Regions from separate parts of the Callithrix jacchus genome. Here region 1 is linked to region 2. A link is a contact called in public Hi-C data. All regions are on one chromosome and are shown on one strand. The core of a region is the stretch at or near the end of the contact, and the rest is flanking DNA. Distances in the headings are between cores, read along the strand shown. Region 1 has its middle 37 kb from the start of DNAJB6. Region 2 holds the start of DNAJB6 (DnaJ heat shock protein family (Hsp40) member B6).

Region 1 (7,150 bases), core at 179-2,678, 35 kb after region 2:
AGGCGGGGCCTGTTTTGGGGGAGTCTAAACTGTATGTTCCATGTGAACGTTCAGGCTACAGACCTGTAGCTGGAGCGGAGTTGCCGGGGCCTGTCCACATCACAGGCAGGGCATGCTCTGAATTTCTCTGACAACGTGCGTTTTATCTATTATAGGCACACATTTTAAAAACTGGAACTAAAAACCAAAGCCAACACAAAAAAACAAAAACCCCCAAACAGGTGATTAAGGAAAACCTCCGGTTGTGTAAACAGTGCCAGCAACGTGCTAGTTTGCATCAGCCAGAGCGCAAGAACCTGCCTGTCAAAGGGCGCCCACTTCCTGGTGTGGGGCGGCCCAGAAACCACGCCTTTGTCATCAGCGTGGCTTGGTGAGCACAGCCCTGGGCAAACTGTGCGTGGTTTTCTCAGCAGGCTACTGACGGAGCCCAGCTCCCTCCTCACGGAAGACTCAGCCTCTGTTCCTCGGAGGAGGTCACGTTGACCCTGACTCAGCCACTCTCTTTCACTCTGTCTTCTCCTTTTGATTTATTTATTTATTATTTTTAAAGATGGGGTTTCACCATGATGGCCAGGCTGGTCTTGAACTCCGGACCTCAGGTGATCCGCCTGCCTCAGCCTCCCGAAGTGCTCGGATTACAGGCGTGAGCCACTGTGCCTGGATTTTTTATTTTTTCAAATTCTTTTGTAGAGAGGAGATCTTGCTTTTTTGCCCAGGCTGGCCTCGAACTCATGGCCTCAAGTGATCCTCCTGCCTTTGTGTCTTGTCCTCCGAAGATGTAAAAGCCATTCTTGGCTCCAGGGTCGTACAGAAACTGGCTGTGTCTGCTTTCAGCCTGACAGAGGTAGGACTAATGGCATTTTTACTTCCGAATGGTGGAGTGGGATGATGGCGAGTGAGCACGATTGCCTTGGGCTTCACGTGTGTGAGGGCCCTCCCACCCCCGGCCTCCAGCTCCCCTGCAGGGCAGGCCATGTGCCAGCTGCTCGGGAGGCAGCCCTCCTGGGAGGTGGACCCGGGCCCTCTGGCACGCGTGGGCTAACGCATGTGTGTAAGGGGGATTCGCATGGCTGTGCTGAGGCCTCTCCCAGCGAGAGCTGCGTCTTTTCCCTTCCACACAGGCTCTCGTGCAGCTCCGGGGAGCAGGCTGGACACGTGGAGGGCGGGCTGGACGCATCCTCTCTCTGGGACAGGGAGTCCTCCTCACGTTGTAGGTCAACCAAACAGCAAACAAAGCAAAACAAAAACAGCTGGAACCTTTCGGGGGCCCCTAAAAAGGCAGCAGCAAAAAAAGTCACAGCAGAGATGTGTCACGCCGATCACCTGAGCCATCCCTTCCCTCTCTAAGGGATGCTTGCCTGTGGAACGCTGCTGTGCGGAGCTGGGCCACAACAGCGTCCCAGCAGGTCCCAGAGCCTGCACGCTGCGCCCCGCCGAGGCCGGCTTAGGGACCAGCGAGGCAGCGGTGTCACTGTGGCTGCAGACTGGAAGCGGCTGAGCCTGGCATCGTCCTCCGTGCCGGGAGGGGGCTCGCTAGGGCAGCAGGAGTGCTGGGCACAGGGCGGGCTGAACTGCTCCTGGAGCAGGTGCCTGTGAGCACCCATGGGCAGTGGAATTGTAGAGAACTAGAAGCCTCTGCACACACACAACACAATACACACACCACACATACCACACACACACCACACACAACATATGCACAACACACACACAACACATGCTATACAACACACACCACACACCACGCACACAACACACACACGCTATAAAACACACACAGCATACACCACACACAACACACACACAACGCACAACACACATACCACACACAACATATGCACAACACACACACAACACATGCTATACAACACACACCCACACAACACACACCTGCCCAACACACAACATACACAACACATGACACACACTGTGCATACCACAAACACCACACACCACACAACGCACATACCACATACCACATACCACACACACAGCATACCACACACACCATGCAACACACTCACCACACAACACATACCACACACCACATACAAAACACATACAACACATGCACATATATCACACACCACACATATGCAACATGCAGCACACAGCATGCAACACACACCACATACCACACATCACACAACACACACACAACACACATCACACACCACAAACCCCACACACACATCATATACCACACCACACACCACACGACACATCACATAGCACGCTACACACACATAATAGCATACAACACACACCATACACCACACATCACACGACACACCACATAGCACACTACACACACATAATAGCATACAATACACACACCATACACCACACAAGCCACACACACCAAACATACCACACAACACACAACACACAACACACCCAACACACTCACCACACACCACATACACAACACACACACACCACGCAACATGATTCATCACACACAACGCACAATATACAACACACTACATCACACACCACACACCACCCAGCACACACAACACAACATACAACACACTATACACTACACATAGCATACATACCACATATTACACACACACACCACCCAGAACACGCAACACACCACACCCCACACCACACATAACATGCACACCACAGCACACACACATCACATGCACACACAGCACACACCATAATACACCACACGCCACAGCATACCACACATAGCGTACACACCACATACACACACACATATAGAGACACACAATGCAGCATACACAGGTACAAGAAATGCCAGGAGGCCTGACGAGAGGCGTGTCTGTGTCTGTGGCAGTGCTGGCATGTGGGGACTCTGCACTGAGCCACTGAGGAGGGACCTGGGCAAAGGGCTCTGTGCGCTTTCTCACATCCGCATGTGGATTATTTCAATAAAAGGCAAAGCACACATGACCACCACGTGCGTTTCCCAGGGCGGCTGTAAAATCACCGCACGCGGCTCGAAAGAACAGAGGTTTCTCCCCTCAGTCTCGGAGGCCGGGAGTGGAACCAGTGTCAGCAGAAGCAACTCCTCCCAGAGGAGGCCTGTTCTGTGCGCGCCTCTGGCCTCCTTGGCGCTGCCCGGCTGCTGGACGCGCCCCTCCCATCTCTGCCTGTTGTCCCACGGCCTCCTCCCTGTGTCTCCATTTCCCTCCTCTTGTAAGAACAGCAGTCGCGAGATTTGAGGTCCACTCTGATCCAATTCGACGTGTTCTTAGCAAATCACACAGATGCCGACCCTGCTTCCCAAAACCCACAGGCACTGGGGCTTCAGCGCACCTTTCAGGGACAATTCAACACACAACAACCGCGTGAAGCTCATCTGCCCCCAGGGGGGCCCACGGCCCCACCCAGGAACCTGCAGCCGTGGGGTCCTCACATCGGACCTCAGCCTCCGGAAGGAAGCGGCCGCCTTACTCTAAGATTTGGAAGTTCCCGAATGCAGCAAGCCTTGTGCATGAATCACACGTGTCCGGCAAAGGTACGAAATGAAATGTACGGGCTGTTTGAATGAATGAGACACAAGCTCGTGTCAATGTTACTAAATTTACGGTGATTAGGAGTCCCTCAGAATTTTCTCGTTCAATAAATAATGAAATTATATTCACGACCACTCAGAGGACACGATAATCTCTTGATGTTAAACACAGTTCTTGTACTCAAAATATGGAAGAACCATGTTGACTGTGTCTAACAAACAACCTTAAAGGTGAAATATCGTTTATGCTCTAAATGCCTTAGCAGGATGATGGGCATTTGGAGGTGGGGTCTGAGGGCCTGGAGCCCACGTGACTGTGACCTGTAACCCCTCCATCCCGCCATCACAGCCTTCGCGTGCCAGGCAGTGACCTCGGACCGGTGGTACCTCTTCAGCCGAGCACCTGGACAGCAAACCCTGATGGGTCAGATGACTCGGGGAGTTTCTTCCTTAATCAGATACACAGCCAGGAAGAGGAGCGTGTGTCCAAATTGCCTGGGTACTCTTGACAGTCAGAGCCGTCGGGGACTTTCCGTCGGATCACGCGGCCTAGATTTTGGCTTGTCAGAAACTTCCTCTGAAATCGCTGGGGAATTCAGAGCCCAGGCAAGGACGTGGAGACAGTGCCCACCTAGGGAACTCCCCAGATTGAGTTATCCCTCCCGAGAGCAGCACGGTCATGAATAACCTGAATCAGTGAAAGAAGTAAATGGGGCGGGGCACAGGGGCTCACACCTCTAATCCCAGCACCTTGGGAGGCCGAGGCAGGCGGATCACCAGGTCAGGAGATGGAGACCATCCTGGCTGACATGCTGAAATCCCATCTCTACCTAAAAATACAAAAATTAGCCAGGCTTGGTGGCGGGCACCTGTAGTCCCAGCTACTCAGGAGGCTGAGGCAGGGGAATCGCTTGAACCTGGAGGCAGAGGTTGCAGTGAGCCTAGATTGTGGCACTGCACTCCAGCCTGGGTGACAGAGTAAGACTACGTCCCATAAAAAATAAATACATAAAATAAAGAAAGAACTGAATGGAAATTAAAGATCCGCTGTTCCTGCTGGGTGTGCTGGCTCACGCCTGTAACCCCTGCACTTTGGGAGTCGGAGGCAGTGGACCGCCTGGGGTCGGGAGTTCAAGACCAGCCTGGCCAAAAAGGTGAAACATCGTCTCTACCAAAAATACAAGCAATTAGCCGGACGTAGCAGCAGGCACCTGTAGTGCCAGCTACCCAGGAGGCTGAGGCAGGAGGATCATCACCTGAGCACGGGAGGGAGCTGTTGCAGCCAGCTGAGACCTCGCCCCTGCACTCCAGCCTGGGTGACAGAGTGAGACTCCATCTCAAAAAAAAAAAAAAAGAAGATCCAGGCTGGGCGCGGTGGCTCAAGCCTGTAATCCCAGCACTTTGGGAGGCCGAAGCGGGTGGATCGCGAGGTCAAGAGATCGAGACCATCCTGGTCAACATGGTGAAACCCCATCTCTACTAAAATACAAAAAATTAGCTGGGCATGGTGGTGCGTGCCTGTAATCCCAGCTACTCAGGAGGCTGAGGCAGGAGAATTGATGGAACCCAGGAGGCGGAGGTTGCGGTGAGCCGAGATCGCGCCATTGCACTTCAGCCTGAGTAACAGGAGCGAAATTCCGTCTCAAAAAAAAAAAAAAGATCCGCTGTTCAGCCCAGGAAGGAAACATAAGGGGCCTGGGCAGAGGGCTCTGTGGCTTTCTCACCGCCACAGCGGATTCGGTCAGGAAAAGGCAGAGACTGCACGGCCACCTCTGCGTTTCCCGGGGAGGCTGTAAGATCACCGCATGCAGCTTCACACAGCATGTCTCTCCTCTCACAGTGTTAGTGTCCCGCCGTGGCCTCCCAGGGTGTTGGGATCACGGGTGTGAGCCACCGTGCCTGGCTCCAAAGGAAAGATCGTAAAGGCTCTTTTTGCAATGCTAGAACCAGGCACAGATCATCTGTAAAACAGAACGAGGGCTCCGGCGTGCTGGGCAGAGGAGGTTGGCTGTGTAGACAGAAAGGGGCTGAGGAAGCAGACACAGAACAAAAAGCAGATTGGTCGTTTCCAAGTGGCTCCTTGGAAGGTTCAGCAGAGGTGACTTCCTCACACGCCGCTCGACCTGGTCTGTCTGGAGCTCTTCTCGCTCCTGGTTTCCTGGAAGGTGAGATGAACAAGTTCGTCTTGGCTTGGTGACGTGGAACTCTAGCTCGAGTGGCTGCGTTTTGGGCTGGTCTGCCGGGCCAAGTGCCGGAGCTCAGGCCGCACCAGTGGCCTCCTGTGAATTTCATCAAACGCGACTCAGGTGATGCGGTTCCCGTGAGCGAAGCGTGCCTGGAGAGGCTCGCAGACTCCTCTGTCCAACTCCTCAGTCTCGGCACTTCCAGCCTAAACCTCTGGAGGTGCAGAGAGCTTGTCCTCCAAGGAGGAGTCTCTGTGAGACGGTTCCTGGCAGCTGGGCTGAAGGTCCCTCCAGACCACGTGGCCCATCAGGGTGGTGGGGGGGAGTCTGAGGCGTGGGAGCAGAGGCTCTGCCCTCGAGGGGCCAGGAGCCCTGAAGACCCCAGAGCCCTGTGTGCACTTTTCACGTCTTTTCTCAGGCGAGGCAGGTTAAGAGCCATGCCCAGCACTGCCTGGTTCAGCACCTGGGAGGGAAGGGAGGGCGGAGCCCCTTCTGCCACCAGCAGCGCCCCTGCCTCGGAAGGCACCTGCATCCTCTGTCCCTGCCACGGGTCTTCAAGTCTCACCTGGAGCCTCGCCCAGCGCTGGGAGGGGCTGGGCTCTACCTCTGGAGCCCTGGGCCTGCAGCCAGCACAAGGCGGGGTTCGGGCTGGAAATGGGAATCCCTGTGGGTGGCCGCGCCCTGTCTGCCACTTCATGCTGAGTCAGGTCCGGGAAGGGCTCCAGGACCGGGCTGTCTAGGGCTCCCCTGCCCGCCCCACCCCACCTGACAGGGTGAGAGCTCTGTCCCCGAGCCTGGCCCAGTTTCACCCACCCCCTGCCTCTTCACTAGAGAGGGTCAGGGTCACCCCCAGAAGCGTGTCCCCTCCCTGCCTATCTAGACCAAACCAGTGTACATCTTACATAGGTACATGGGGTCTCACCCTGTCGCCCAGGCTGGAGTGCAGTGGTGCGGTCTCGGCTCACTGCAACCTCTGCCTCCCGGGTTTAAGTGATTCTCCTGCCTCAGCTTCCTGAAGAGCTGGGACTACAGGCACCTGCCACCACGCCCAGCTGGTTTTTGTATTTTTAGTGGAGACGGGGTTTTGCCATGTTGGCCAGGCTGGTCTCAAACTCCTGACCTCAGGTGATCCGCCTGTCTCAGCCTCCCAGAGTGCTGGGGTTGCAGGTGTGAGCCCCCGCCTGGCTGGCTGACATGTATTAGTGGTATGTCTTACCTCTGAAACACAGGAAAAGCAGCTGTGCCCTGCCTACTATGGGCACATGACATCAGGACCTCCTGAGGCCGGGTCACAGGCACATCCTTCACCTTGGCAAAACACGCTTTCTAAATTGATTGAGACTTAGCTCAGATACTTTTGGGTTCATGGACTGCAGAAACTCAGGCCTTTCCCAAGACTCGACACCCGTGGGGTGAGCCTTGTCCTCACACGGGACTTCTCGTTAGCACGTGGGCATGTACAGGAGTGTCTCAT
Region 2 (6,746 bases), core at 3,744-6,243:
GAGGTCAAGAGATCAAGACCATCCTGGCCAACATGGTGAAACCCCATCTCTACTAAAAATACAAAAAAATTAGCTGCGCATGGTGGCGTGCACCTGTAGTCCCAGCTACTCAGGAGGCTGAGGCAGGAGAATTGCTTGAACCCAGGAGGCGGAGGTTGCGGTGAGCCGAGATCGCACCATTGCACTCCAGCCTGGGTAACAAGAAAAAAAAAAAAAAAACATAGTAATTGGCCAGGCTCAGTGGCTCACATCTGTAATCCCAACACTTTGGGAAGTCGAGGCAGGTGGATCATTTGAGGTCAGGAGTTCAAGACCAGCCTGGTCAACATGGTGAAACCCCGTCTCTAGTAAAAATGCACAATTACTTTCCTCAGCTGACACCAAAGTGCTCAGTTCTTCAGAGGAAGTTAAGGCCGCATTGGGGTGAGACCCTCCTTCATCCGGCGACTAGCACCACGTCCGGCAGCGCTAGCCCCACACTCACCCGCACCATGGCCTCCGTCTCCGAGCTCACCTGCATCTACTCGGCCCTCATTCCGCATGACGATGAGGTGACCGTCACAGAGGATAAGATCAATGCCCTCATTAAAGCAGCCCGTGTAAATGTTGAACCTTTTTGGCCTGGCTTGTTTGCAAAGGCCCTGGCCAATGTCAACACTGGGAGCCTCATCTGCAACGAAGGGGCTGGTGGGTCTGCTCCAGCAGCTGGTGCTGCACCAGCAGGAGGTCCTGCCCTCTCCACTGCTGCTGCTCCGGCTGAGGAGAAGAAAGTAGAAGCAAAGAAAGAAGAATCCGAGGAGTCTGATGATGATATGGGCTTTGGTCTTTTTGACTAAACCTCTTTTATAATGTGTTCAATAAAAACCTAAACTTAAAAAAAAAAAAAAAAAATGCAGAATTAGCCGGACATGGTAGCATGCCTGTAATCCCAGCTATTCGGAAGACTGAGGCAGGAGAACTGCTTGAACCCGGGAGGCGGAGGTTGGAGTGAGCCAAGGTCGCACCATTGCACTCCAGCCTGGGCAATGAGAGCAAAACCCCAAAACAAAAAAAATAAAATAAATAGCTAGGTGGTAGTGGAGCACACCTGTAATCCCAGCTACCCAGAAAGATGAAGCAGGAGAATCGCTTGAGCCTAAGAGGCAGAAGATGGGGTGAACTGAGATTGCCCAGTCTGGGTGAGAGTAAAACCCTAACTCAAAAAAATATATTTTAAAAATAATAGGGCCAGGCGCGGTGGCTCACGCCTGTAATCCCAGCACTTTGGGAGGCCGAGGCGGGTGGATCACGAGGTCAAGAGATCGAGACCATCCTGGTCAACATGGTGAAACCCCGTCTCTACTAAAAATACAAAAAAAATTACCTGGGCATGGTGGCACGTGCCTGTAATCCCAGCTACTCAGGAGGCTGAGGCAGGAGAATTGCCTGAACCCAGGAGGCAGAGGTTGCGGTGAGCCGAGATCGTGCCATTGCACTCCAGCCTGGGTAACAAGAGCGAAACTCCGTCTCAAAAAAAAAAAAAAACTGGAACGATGCAGAAGATTAGCACGGCCCCTGCGTAAGGATGACATGGAAATTAATGAAGCAGTTCCATATTTAAATAAAAAAATTTTTTTAGAAAAAAAAAAACAACTTACTTCTCAACTAGGACGTCTCCAAGAACATGAAAAAGATCAACCATGATTTATGTCCATACAAAAACATAGGATTCTGACAAAACACCTCATTAATATCAATACAAGGAACGCATCAATTTTTCCTAGTTGACTTATCCAGAAAATCATTTTTTCTAGGTAGGCGTCATTTTTCTATTCCTACATCATCGTTTCTAACATATTCTTGTTTTCACCAACTTTGCTTTTCGTCTCATTAACCTCTTTTTAAGTCTGAGATTCTCAAGTTCTATTCATCAAGTACAGCATTTGCCAAATCCTGCCACTCTTCTTACTCGCTAAAAAGCCTGCAGTTACCCGCCTCTCACCACAAGGTGGTGTCCTGGACAAATTTAAACAAACCGATTTTGAACAGAATCATTTCTCAGAAAATAAAAGTTTTAAAAATGTTTTTTTAAAATCCTGTTAATCCAGTGTCTAACCTGGATGCAAATAAATATTAAAAAGTAAAAATCCTGTCAAAACATCAACTCACAAAGACTGACTATATTCTCTTATTCCTCAACAGATACGCGTAAGCAATAGCCAATACAGAAGCTGACCTTTACTGCTGACCACAGTAAGGCGTTGTCTGTGCGGTCAGGCGGGTTACACTCAGTCCACAGCGACATGTTCAGGATGACTAAAAATACCTGCCCAAGTTTTAAAGTGCCCTCTTGTTAAAAAATCTTTTAAAATGACAACAAAAAAAGTAAATAAATACATGACAGCTGGAAGCGGGGGCTCACGCCTGTAATCCGAGCACTTTGGGAGGCCAAGACAGTGCATCACCTGAGGTCAGGAGTTTGAGAGCAGCCTGGCCAACATGGGAAAACCCCATCTCTACTACAAATACAAAAATTAGCCGGGTGTGATGGCGGGTGCCTGTAAATCCCAGCTACTCCGGAGGCTGAGGTGGGAGAATCCCTTGAGCCTGGGAGGGGGAGGGTGCAGTGAGCCAAGATGGCGCCACTGTACTCCAGCCTGGGCAACAAGAACGAAACTCCATCTCAAAAATAAAAAAGGTGCAAACAGACCATCCCACCCCATACCCCAAACCTGGATTTGCGTTATCTTCCTTGAAAACTGATGGGGGTGACGGGTACCACTGTCATTTGAAACTGTCCAGAGTTAATACAAGGGACTAAGTGCTTGCTTAAAAACACAAGCTAACGTATGCCACTCAGTTACAGGTATCACACTGTAATACCATAGCCGTATCTTAGTCTGTACAATATTCAACAACACTCCCCAGTGTTCCAAAAAAAACTGCCCTACAGCCAGAATTACTTCCCAAACCTAACACTTTCATATCCAGAATAAATTTTTAAATACTGACGTTTTGAAGAGGGTTCTGAACTCATCCCAATTTTTTTGGTTTGTTTTCGTTTTCTGAGACGGAGTTTTGCTCTCGTTGCCCAGGCTGGAACGCAACGGCACGATCTCAGCTGACTGCAACCTCCGCCTCCCAAGTTCAAGCGATTCTCCCGCCTCAGCCGCCCGTGTAGTTGGGATTACAGGTATACGCCACCACACCCCGCTAATTATTTGTATTTTAGGTATTGATGGAGTTTCCCCATGTTGGTCAGGCTGATAAAACTCCGGGCCTCAGGTTATCTGTCCGCCTCGGCCTCCCAAAGTACTGGGATTACAGGCGTGAACCTACATGTCCGACCTTCAAATATTTTAGAAGTTTTGCCCTCTGAAATTCCCAACTTTCTTACCTTCCACAGCAGACTAAACCTAGTTGGGCATTTTTCAAAAGCTTCTCAACCTTTTATTCTCCCACTTCCTGTCAAGTCTCCACATGTACCAATTGAAGGCAACGTAATTCCCAAATTTCACATTCGACATAATCCATAAAAACGCACAGCTCATTACGCTGTGTATAAAAAGCATTCATCCTTTTATCACAAAAGGCAGAAAGAAATGTGAAAGCACCAACTCCAAGGAAGCTTAAGGCTCTCAAGAGTGTAAACAATGAAGGCTAGAGTCTGCGGGACGCGGTGACTCACGCCTGTAATCCCAGCACTTTGGGAGGCTGAGGCAGGCAGATCACTTGAGACCAGGAGTTCGAGACCAGCCTGACCAACATAGAGAACCTCCGTCTCCACTAAAAATACAAAAATAGCTTGGGCGTGGTAGTGCATGCCTGTGATCCCAGCTACTCCGGAGGCTGAGGCGGGAGAATTGCTTCAATCCGGGAGGCGGAGGTTGCGGTGAGTCGAGATCGTGCCACAGCACTCCAGCCTGAACAAAAAGAGCAAAACTCCGTCTCAAAAATAAAATAAAAACGATGAGAACTACAAAGAGCGCCGCTCAGCCTACTCTTCCCAAACAGGCTGAAGCCTCCGGGCTCACAGGCAGCAACCCTTCGTTGCTGGCACGGTCCTTCTACTCAGGCTGTTTCCTGCCTCGTTTATGAGGAAATTAGTAATGAAGTTTACATCTGACTAGCAAATCCATCCTTTAAAAAATGCGCCGGCACCAAAACCTTTTTCGAGCCAACACATGGTCTGCAGTTTACACTCGGCGTGTCACTGACCTCCTAGTTGGGTAAGTTTTAGTATAAACTTGGATGAACTTGAGCCGCATGAGCCACGGTACAGCTTCTTTAAGGCAGAGTAGAGCGGCGTTCAGAGTAAGAAACAGCCCGCTCATCCACAAACTTCTGACCACCCTTCGCGATTCCCAGGAACAGCGCTCTGCAGTCCACCACCTGCTCCCTTCTCCCTCCGAACTTGGCGGCGTGGACACGCATTCCTGCTCCGCCGGCCACTCGCGTTTCTGGTTTCAGACTCCAAGTGCGGGAGGCTTAGGAAAAGCAAGCGCTCCACGCCTCCCACGGTGCCCGCCCCCGGCCCCCCGGGCCCCAGCCGGCCGCTCCCAGGCCCAAGCCCCACCCCCACCCCCGACCGCCGCCGCGGAGGCCGGGCCGCGCTCCAGCAAGGACGCCGGGCGGGGAGGACGCGGCCGGGCGGCACCAGACCCCAGCCCCAACCCCAACCCCAGCCCCAGAGGACCCCACCCACCCTTCGCCCCGCGACCCGGGCCACGGCCCCCCCGCCCCGCCCAGCCCTAGTCCGGCCGGCGACCCCGGTCACCCCCCGCACGCTGTTGCGAGGCGCCGGGTCAGGTCCGCCGTCTGCCGGCTGCGCGCGGGGCCCTCGGCCGACCTTCCCTGACCCTCGGAGTAGACGCTCACCGAGGACGAAGGCGACCGGTGGCGGGACGCAGGGGAGGTGGGGGTGACGGCCCGAATCTCCTCAGGGCTCCAGCACTACTGCGCTGGTGGCGGCGGCTCCTCGCGCTTTCCTTTCTCTCCTTTCTCCAACAACAAACAGGAAATGCGTCACGCGGCGGCGGCACAGCATCGTCAACTTCCGCCCGGTCCTGACGCCGCGCATGCGCAGTTTCCACTGCCCATACCGCGGGCTCGGTGTCGGGGCGCCCGCCCCACCTTCGCGAAGGTTCTAGGCCCTTCCGCCGCCACTTGGAGGCCAGGAAGCTGGGGGTGAGGGGGCGGAGCTCGAGACCGCGTCTACGGTACCCGAGAACCCAGACGTGCCGAAAGCGCCGTAGCCAATGGGCGGCCTACTCCAGGGAGGCCGAGAAGACTCCACGAGGGATTGATCGTTGTGGGCGAGAAGGAACCGGTTCTGGAAACCGCGAACTCCTCGCGCCCTTCACCTTCCTCTTGGCCCCGCCTCTCGCCCGCGGCCCCCCTGTGGAGCTGCGTGGCCTCTCCCCACAGCGGGACGAAAGCTGGGGCGCGGGCTGAGAACAGCCGAGAGCGCGCCTTCCAGCCTGGGCGACAGGGCGAGACTGTGTCTCAAAAAAAAAAAAAAGCTTCCAAAAAGGCTGGGTCAACATCACTGGTTTAAAAATGGCAGCAAGAGGGCCGGGCGCGGTGGCTCAGGCCTGAAACCACAGCACTTTGAAAGGCCGAGGCTGGCAGATCACCTAAGGTCGAGAGTTCAAGACTAGCCTGGCCAACATAATGAAACCCCCGTCTCTAAAATACAGAGATGACCCGGGCCTGGTGGCGCACACCTGTAATCCTAGCTACTCGAGAGGCTGAAGCAGGAGAACCGCTTGAACCCGTGAGGTTGAGGTTGCTTTGAGCCGATATCACGCTATTACACTCTTGCCTGGGAGACAAGAGCAAAACTGTCAGGCCGGGCGCAGTGGCTCACGCCTGTAACCCCAGCACTTTGGGAGGCCGAGGCGGGCGGATCACTTGAGGCCAGAAGTTCGAGACCAGCCTGGCCAACATGCTGAAACCCCGTCTTTTTAAAAAGAAAAGAAAAGAAACCCGGGCGCGGTGGCTCACACCTGTAATCCCAGCACTTTGGGAGGCCGAGGCGGGTGGATCACGAGGTCAAGAGATCGAGACCATCCTGGTCAACATGGTGAAACCCCGTCTCTACTAAAAATACAAAAAATTAGCTGGGCATGGTGGCGCGTGCCTGTAATCCCAGCTACTCAGGAGGCTGAGGCAGGAGAATTGCCTGAACCCAGGAGGCGGAGGTTGCGGTGAGCCGAGATCGCGCCATTGCACTCCAGGCTGGGTAAGAAGAGCAAAACTCCGTCTCAGAAAAAAAAAAGGAGCAAAACTGTCTGAAAACTAAAAACAAATAAGGCAGTGAGAGCGCCGGGCGCGATGGCGCATGCGTATAATCCCCGCACTTGGAAGGCAGATGCTTGAGGAGGAAAAAAACCAAGCAGAGGCCCGGGAAGACAAGTCCCCGCTCCCCAATTTAAGGAAGCCCAGTCACCCTGAGTTCCCCGGCGAACCGGAGAGCGTGAAGACTTCGCCAAGTAATGATGACAGAAGGAAACTGTGGCCGAAAATACAGATGAGGTTTTTTAGATTAAATCGTGACAGTAGTTTCCTGAAAACGCAGAGCATTTTGATCGCTGGACTTTAGGTCAGCCCCAGGCCCTCTAGTCTTTCCCGCGTCCTCATGCGTTCTGGTTCTAACCCTGGAGATCAACACAACACGCGTGGAGACGACCCCGTGCGGTCAGACTCGTTTCCAGTAGCGAACGGGTGCAGTCGACCCACAGCCTAAGGAGGCAGACAAGCAGTTA

Evidence for each region. A called contact is a pair of places that touch in the nucleus more often than the background predicts.
Region 1: a contact with region 2 is called in a Hi-C map of induced pluripotent stem cells, with 4 times the contacts expected there. The contact joins the enhancer-like site here to the promoter of DNAJB6 in region 2. A contact is called at or near these places in 2 of 3 Hi-C or Micro-C datasets (induced pluripotent stem cells and skeletal muscle).

The regions. Positions count from the first base shown.
Region 1 is chr11:90,960,518-90,967,667 of calJac240_pri, forward strand. No RefSeq gene overlaps it. Among named protein-coding and RNA genes, the nearest start is that of DNAJB6, 37 kb to the left of the region's middle. Within about 2 kb of position 1,429, at least 5 of the 16 cell types and tissues checked have an H3K27ac peak or open chromatin away from gene starts, as enhancers often do.
Region 2 is chr11:90,922,115-90,928,860 of calJac240_pri, forward strand. DNAJB6 (DnaJ heat shock protein family (Hsp40) member B6) reads right to left here and starts at 4,994. Exons shown (of 11, transcript XM_078343338.1): 1 at 4,858-4,994; 2 at 3,805-3,902. LOC118143946 (U6 spliceosomal RNA) reads left to right here and starts at 1,496; the gene lies at 1,496-1,599. It also overlaps the pseudogene LOC100390038.